2 separate regions of the Sus scrofa genome follow, and region 2 is linked to region 1. The links are chromatin contacts, called in public Hi-C maps. All regions are on one chromosome and are shown on one strand. Each heading gives the region's core, a stretch centred on a gene start, on an enhancer-like site or on the middle of the called end of the contact. The rest is flanking DNA. Distances are from core to core; before and after follow the strand shown.

Region 1 (2,664 bases), core at 72-2,571:
TTCCAAAAGTCTCTCTTCTCTTTCAATTACAAACTCATTTAACAACAAAACCTGATCTGAACTATCACAAGTTTAGCGTCTTTGATCATTGGCAGTGAATATTCATGTATCTTACTACAGGAATATTGTTTGATTAGTGGGTCCTGCCCAGGAACCCGCTGGAAGTTATATATATAATACGTAATATATGTACCATTTAACTTCTAAAATTGAAAAATACTGAAGTACTTTTGGCCTAGGAGTTTCTTCTTTAGCAGGAGAGAAATTGACATATCTGTTCAAGGCTAAATGAACAGTGCTTAGTATATGGGTTAATTCCTTTTTAACATTCCAGGAATGGAACTTAGTGCTTTAAGTGACAGTGACTGTTTCTTCAGCCACACTTTTTCTTTAGCTGTTTACTATGTTGAGGACAAATATTAAATGTTCTCCTGAAGAGAGCTAATTATGAGAATAGAATTAACTATATTTGGAAGGGACACTGAAAATGGTCTCTTAAAGATAATGAAAAAAACCATCCAGATTTTAAAGTCATGATTTAGAAGACCTGGCTTTTAAGATGGACACATAGCTAGTCAGCAAGCAAAGCCCATATTTTATATTCTTGGTATTAATGCTCCTACTGCCTTTTTGCACATTTCAAAGGAAACACTCAACACTGACTATGGGTGGCTAGGACTGCAGCAAAGGTGAGCAGAGATGTCCCCTTCTTTGTGAACTTGCCACTATAAGGGGCACTTTTTCTCAGTGTTTTGATTACTATGGAAAGAGTAAATACTTTTTTCTTTGACTTCATAGGTTATTTATCAATCCAAAAAAACAAGGTTCATTTCTTTCTGCCCTCACCCAGCAGGTGGTGCTGTGAAATAGAGGGATATGAGAGTGCAGGGAGCTGCCTTTCCGCTCTACAAACCCAGTTATAACCTTAGCAAGTACCCACATGATTTTGGCACTTAATAATATATCAATTGAAATACTCAAAAGTCTCCTAAAGGTTCAGTGCCTCAAACAAGTTTTGTTTAATTTAATTTCCAGTGTTCTGTAAAGCTCCTGCTTCCTTTAAGATCAGCCATGTGAAGTACTCACACAGTGTGGCTCTAGCCTTAGCAGAGTCACAGAGGTCCTTTAAAAAGTTGCGATTCTGTTTCTGCACCTGGGTGTTAGAATGGATCCTTTCTTCCTATTGTGGGGAAGGCCATACTCTCCTTTTCCAGGTGTAGGCCTTATTATCCCTCCTGCTTGGGACAGGACCCATTACTTACTTAATCAATTAGCTAATCAGTGTTAACAACCTTGACTGAGCCAGCCATTAGCTGCCTGCTCAGCTGCTCTACTCTAGGTAAGCAAGTGGTTAAGAGAAAGGGAGGAAATAGCCTGTTGTATCTCTCAGACCTCTATTTTTGCAGAGACGCTTTTCTCCTCTGATGGTGATATTTTGGAGTTCCAGTATAGCAGCCAATTGAATCAGTGTTGCAGTCTAAAGACCAGTGGTCCCTTCAGGCTACAGTCTCCTGGGGCACCAGACAGTTTATGCTCATAAGAACTTTCACTTCTTTTTCACAGACATTAATAGTTTCCTGGCACTGCCTTTCAGGAAATGTCGTCATGGTCTGGAGGAACCAATAAAAATACAAGTAACCTGTTTTGACAGATCTCTTTTCTGCCAGAAATTTCAGAATTGGTGTGGGGGGTGGGAGGGAGAGTGGCAAGCCAGTCTATTTGCGGGTGCATAAGGAGAAATTGTATATTTGCTATAAGACTCAGTGGTGATGTCTACCCTGGACATGAGCTGTAGAGGGCTCTCAAGCTATAAACAAATTCCAGATCATTTTGGCAACCTTAAAAAAAAAAAAAAAAAAATCTGGTGTGATAGGGCAGTTCAAATCTCTGGTACACTAGGAGATTTTTCTCATTTTTTTCCTTCTCATTTCAAACACAATTCTAAACTCTTGATCCTCAAAAAAGAAAACTCACACATTAAAAATTAGCAGCATTTGATTATGGATGCACACATGGCATTGCCATAATAATGTATCCATAAAAAAGACAATGGCTTTAGGTAATTATTACCAAATAGCTAAATAAATGCTCTGTGCTCATCCCTTTTATGGCCAGAGCATGGATCTGAATCTCATTAATGTGAGAGTCATTGAATGTTGCTCTAGGACATTGATTGAAATTAGTTTTTGGCTGGGCTAGGGATGGGGAGAGGGGGAGAATCATTGCTTCTCCTCTGAGAGTTTTTGAAGGAAGTTGATCACCATGATACTAAGAGAAGGTGAGAAGAGTAAAGCTGATAATAGTCATTAGAAATGATTGTCTGGCAGTACCCATTGTGGCTCAGCAGTAACGAGCCTAACTAGTATCTGTGACGATGCAGGTTCAATCCCTGACCTTGCTCAGTGGGTTAAGGATCGGGCATTGCTGTGAGCTGCGGTGTAGGTCGCAGACGCTGTGGCTGGGATCTGGTGTTGCTGTGGCTGTGGTGTAGGCCAGCAGCTGTGGCTCCAATTTGACCCCTAGCCTGGGAACTTCCATATGCTGTAGGTGCAGCCCTAAAAAGCAAAAAAAAAAAAAAAAAAAAAAATCACACTAGTGCTGATTTTGAACACTCTTTTTCTTAAGACTAGAGTTTTGGGTTTTTTGGTGTTTTTTGGGGGGGCG
Region 2 (2,664 bases), core at 65-2,564, 250 kb before region 1:
TGCCTATATCCCATCTCAGAATCTACTGACTCAGATTGTCTAGGAGTGTGATATGAATACCATAGGTTATTACGAACTGAAATCTGTCCAGTAAACTAATTGGTATGGAACGCAGTATTGGCGGGCCTTGTTTATTGTAAGCTGTATTGATATATGTTGGCGAAGACAATATGACTTGAAATGGTGGTCATTGGTAGAGTCAGCTGCCTGAGAGTTACTGGGCTCCCATTGTTTCTACATCTTTGCTGCTGCAATTAATTTTGTGTTTTCTTGATAACTCTTGATTTCACTTTGTAGTTTTTACCTCTAGATGGCAGCAAAGGCTGGTTATATTAGGACAACTGTTATTCCAAAATCTTTAAAAAAAAAAAAAAAAGATGCTGTCTTTTTTTCTTGTATGAATTTTATACTTGGACGTGTTTCAGTAAATGAGGTATAGTGCTTTAAAATGTGTCATCTCTTGGAACATTTTTATAGAACATTATGTCAAATAGATTCAAGAAAGTTTTATCCAAATTTGGAGTGCATGGTGCAAGAGGAATCCATGCATATGGCTCTTTTAAGACCACACAGTGAATGTTCTACTAAGAGTTGGAGGCTCCTGGGTTTCATCAGAAAGCAGATGTCTTAGAAGATATTTAGCAAGTTGGAAAGCTCATTCATAGAAGAAAAGAATTTTTTTTTTTTTTTAATGTTTAAAACTCAGTTCAAAATGGAGATTGGGATTTGGAATGGATTGCAGGTCTGAAAAATGCTGAGTTCAGTGAGGCACAGGCCTTAGTTTTATTTAGGGAACAGTAGAAAGAAAAGGAGTAGTTATTAAATTTTTAAAATGTTAGCTTGTTTTGTCCATAGGTTCTTAAAATAAACTGAGCAATCTTTAAGACTCCCTGGTTCCAGGAAGTCATTAGACGGCAGTGAGCTTTAGTGCCCTCCCCTCAAAAAAAAAATTACCAAAAAGTAACAATTTTTTATTCAAAATCTTAATTCTGTAACTCAGTTTCTACTTGATCCTTATGCTCCTTCCCATTATCATGGAGGGCCAACATCCAAAAAAAAATCAGCATTTTTGGGGAAGCTATCAGATCCTAGTTAGACAGCTGGAGTCAGGATGTTTCCTTTTCTCTAAATGAAATTAATTTTGTAAGTGCTTTGAACTTTTTGGATATGTATTGGCAACATAATGTGTAACAAGGCTGTATTCACTCAGGAGTGTTCCTAACTCCAGAGACTGCCAGGCCCCTCATTACACCTTTAGCTCTAGAGGTTGAAAGGCTCAAGACTCTCAAAGACCTTGGGTCGTTTTCACTTGTGATCATTGGAGTGGTACAGGGCTGCCTTACTCCCTCAGGAACCCAGCTGTGGAATGCTTGGTCAAGGCCATGTGTTATCAGAATGACAGTGTTTTGTATTTTTGTTTTTATCTTTGTTTAATGGGAAAGTACATAAGTAATGATGATGGATATGATGATGAAAAGGAGGAAATACTAAACTGAAATGAAAATATCTTTGAAATATTGTTGCCTTCTTTTGTGTATTGTTTGGTAAATCACTGGTAACTTATTTTTTTAAAAAAGAAACTAACAGATAATGAATCTGGCAAATAGCCCAGAGTTTCATATGCTGCTTCAGCTTTTTTCTCTTCGTTTTCTCAGAACTTCCTCATTATACGATAAAATTTTATCACTAAAGATTTTATAGTTTTATATGACAAGGGATCCTTCAAAAGGAAACTGTAGTTTGATTAGCTACAGTAGTAGTTAGTGTAGTTCCAGCTAACCTCTTGTGAGAGGATATTTGGTTTTAAAGAGAACTGCCAAAGTGCTATGGTTTATATTTAAGAGTTGCCAGTTTCTTATGTGAAGAAAGGTTAGAGGAAATTGATGGTTTTATTTTATAATGTAACCTGTTTTTTTCATTGGTTTTTGTTTGTTTGTTTTTTCTTTTTAGGGCTGTATATGGATGTTCCCAGGCTAGGGGTCGAATCAGAGCTGCAGCTGCCGGCCTATGCCACAGCCACAGCAACTCAGGATTTGAGTCGCATCTGCGGCCTGCGCCACAGCTCATGACAACACCAGACTCTTAACCCACTCAGGGAAGCCAGGGATTGAACCCAAGTCGTCATGAATACTAGTCGGGTTCGTTACCACTGAGTCACAATGGGAACTCCTAATGTAACATGGTTTGTGGTTGTAACTAGTCACCTCTCAATCTCTTTGTAGTAATTACACCATGGGCAATGAGGGCAATCCAAGAATAAGCTTTGAAATACAGTTTTCAATAATCCTTCCTAATCTCAGTGCTTCTATTTTGGAACATCACATGTAGAAATAGAATGTTAAAATATACTAACCTTGTTGTCTTATTTATCCCCTTCCCATTTATTCATGAGATTTTTCACCTCAGCTTTTTTTCTTCTTCTTTTGTTTTGGTACCCACTCCCCTTCTTTCTCATTCTTTCATTTGTACCCATGTGAATTTTAAAAAGTTATTCATCAGGCTTGTATCTTACAGCAGCCTAGGGTTAGTTGCTAGAGCCGAATAGACCTGGGTCGGTCTCCATTCCAGTTCTGGCACCAGCTAGCTGTGTGTTCTTGAGCTGGCCAGTTAGCCTGTGCAGACCTTAGTTTCCTCATCTTGTAACCCTTACTTGGGGATTGAAAT

The links. A called contact is a pair of places that touch in the nucleus more often than the background predicts.
Region 2: a Hi-C map of retroperitoneal adipose tissue shows a contact between it and region 1, with 2.3 times the contacts expected there. The contact joins two enhancer-like sites. A contact is called at or near these places in 1 of 5 promoter capture datasets (liver), 6 of 47 Hi-C or Micro-C datasets (embryonic fibroblasts, epiblast stem cells, heart right ventricle and 3 more) and 1 of 2 datasets of contacts at active chromatin or transcription factors (skeletal muscle).

What each region holds. Positions count from the first base shown.
Region 1 is chr13:158,930,193-158,932,856 of Sscrofa11.1, reverse strand. All of the region lies in intron 1 of CMSS1 (protein CMSS1), which reads left to right. All of the region lies in intron 1 of FILIP1L (filamin A-interacting protein 1-like), which reads right to left. Among named protein-coding and RNA genes, the nearest start is that of FILIP1L, 42 kb to the right of the region's middle. Within about 2 kb of position 1,321, at least 21 of the 83 cell types and tissues checked have an H3K27ac peak or open chromatin away from gene starts, as enhancers often do. A contact at or near this core is called in retroperitoneal adipose tissue, where this site is marked.
Region 2 is chr13:159,177,736-159,180,399 of Sscrofa11.1, reverse strand. All of the region lies in intron 1 of CMSS1 (protein CMSS1), which reads left to right. The region is part of intron 5 of FILIP1L (filamin A-interacting protein 1-like); the gene reads right to left. Among named protein-coding and RNA genes, the nearest start is that of CMSS1, 13 kb to the left of the region's middle. Within about 2 kb of position 1,314, at least 17 of the 83 cell types and tissues checked have an H3K27ac peak or open chromatin away from gene starts, as enhancers often do. A contact at or near this core is called in retroperitoneal adipose tissue, where this site is marked.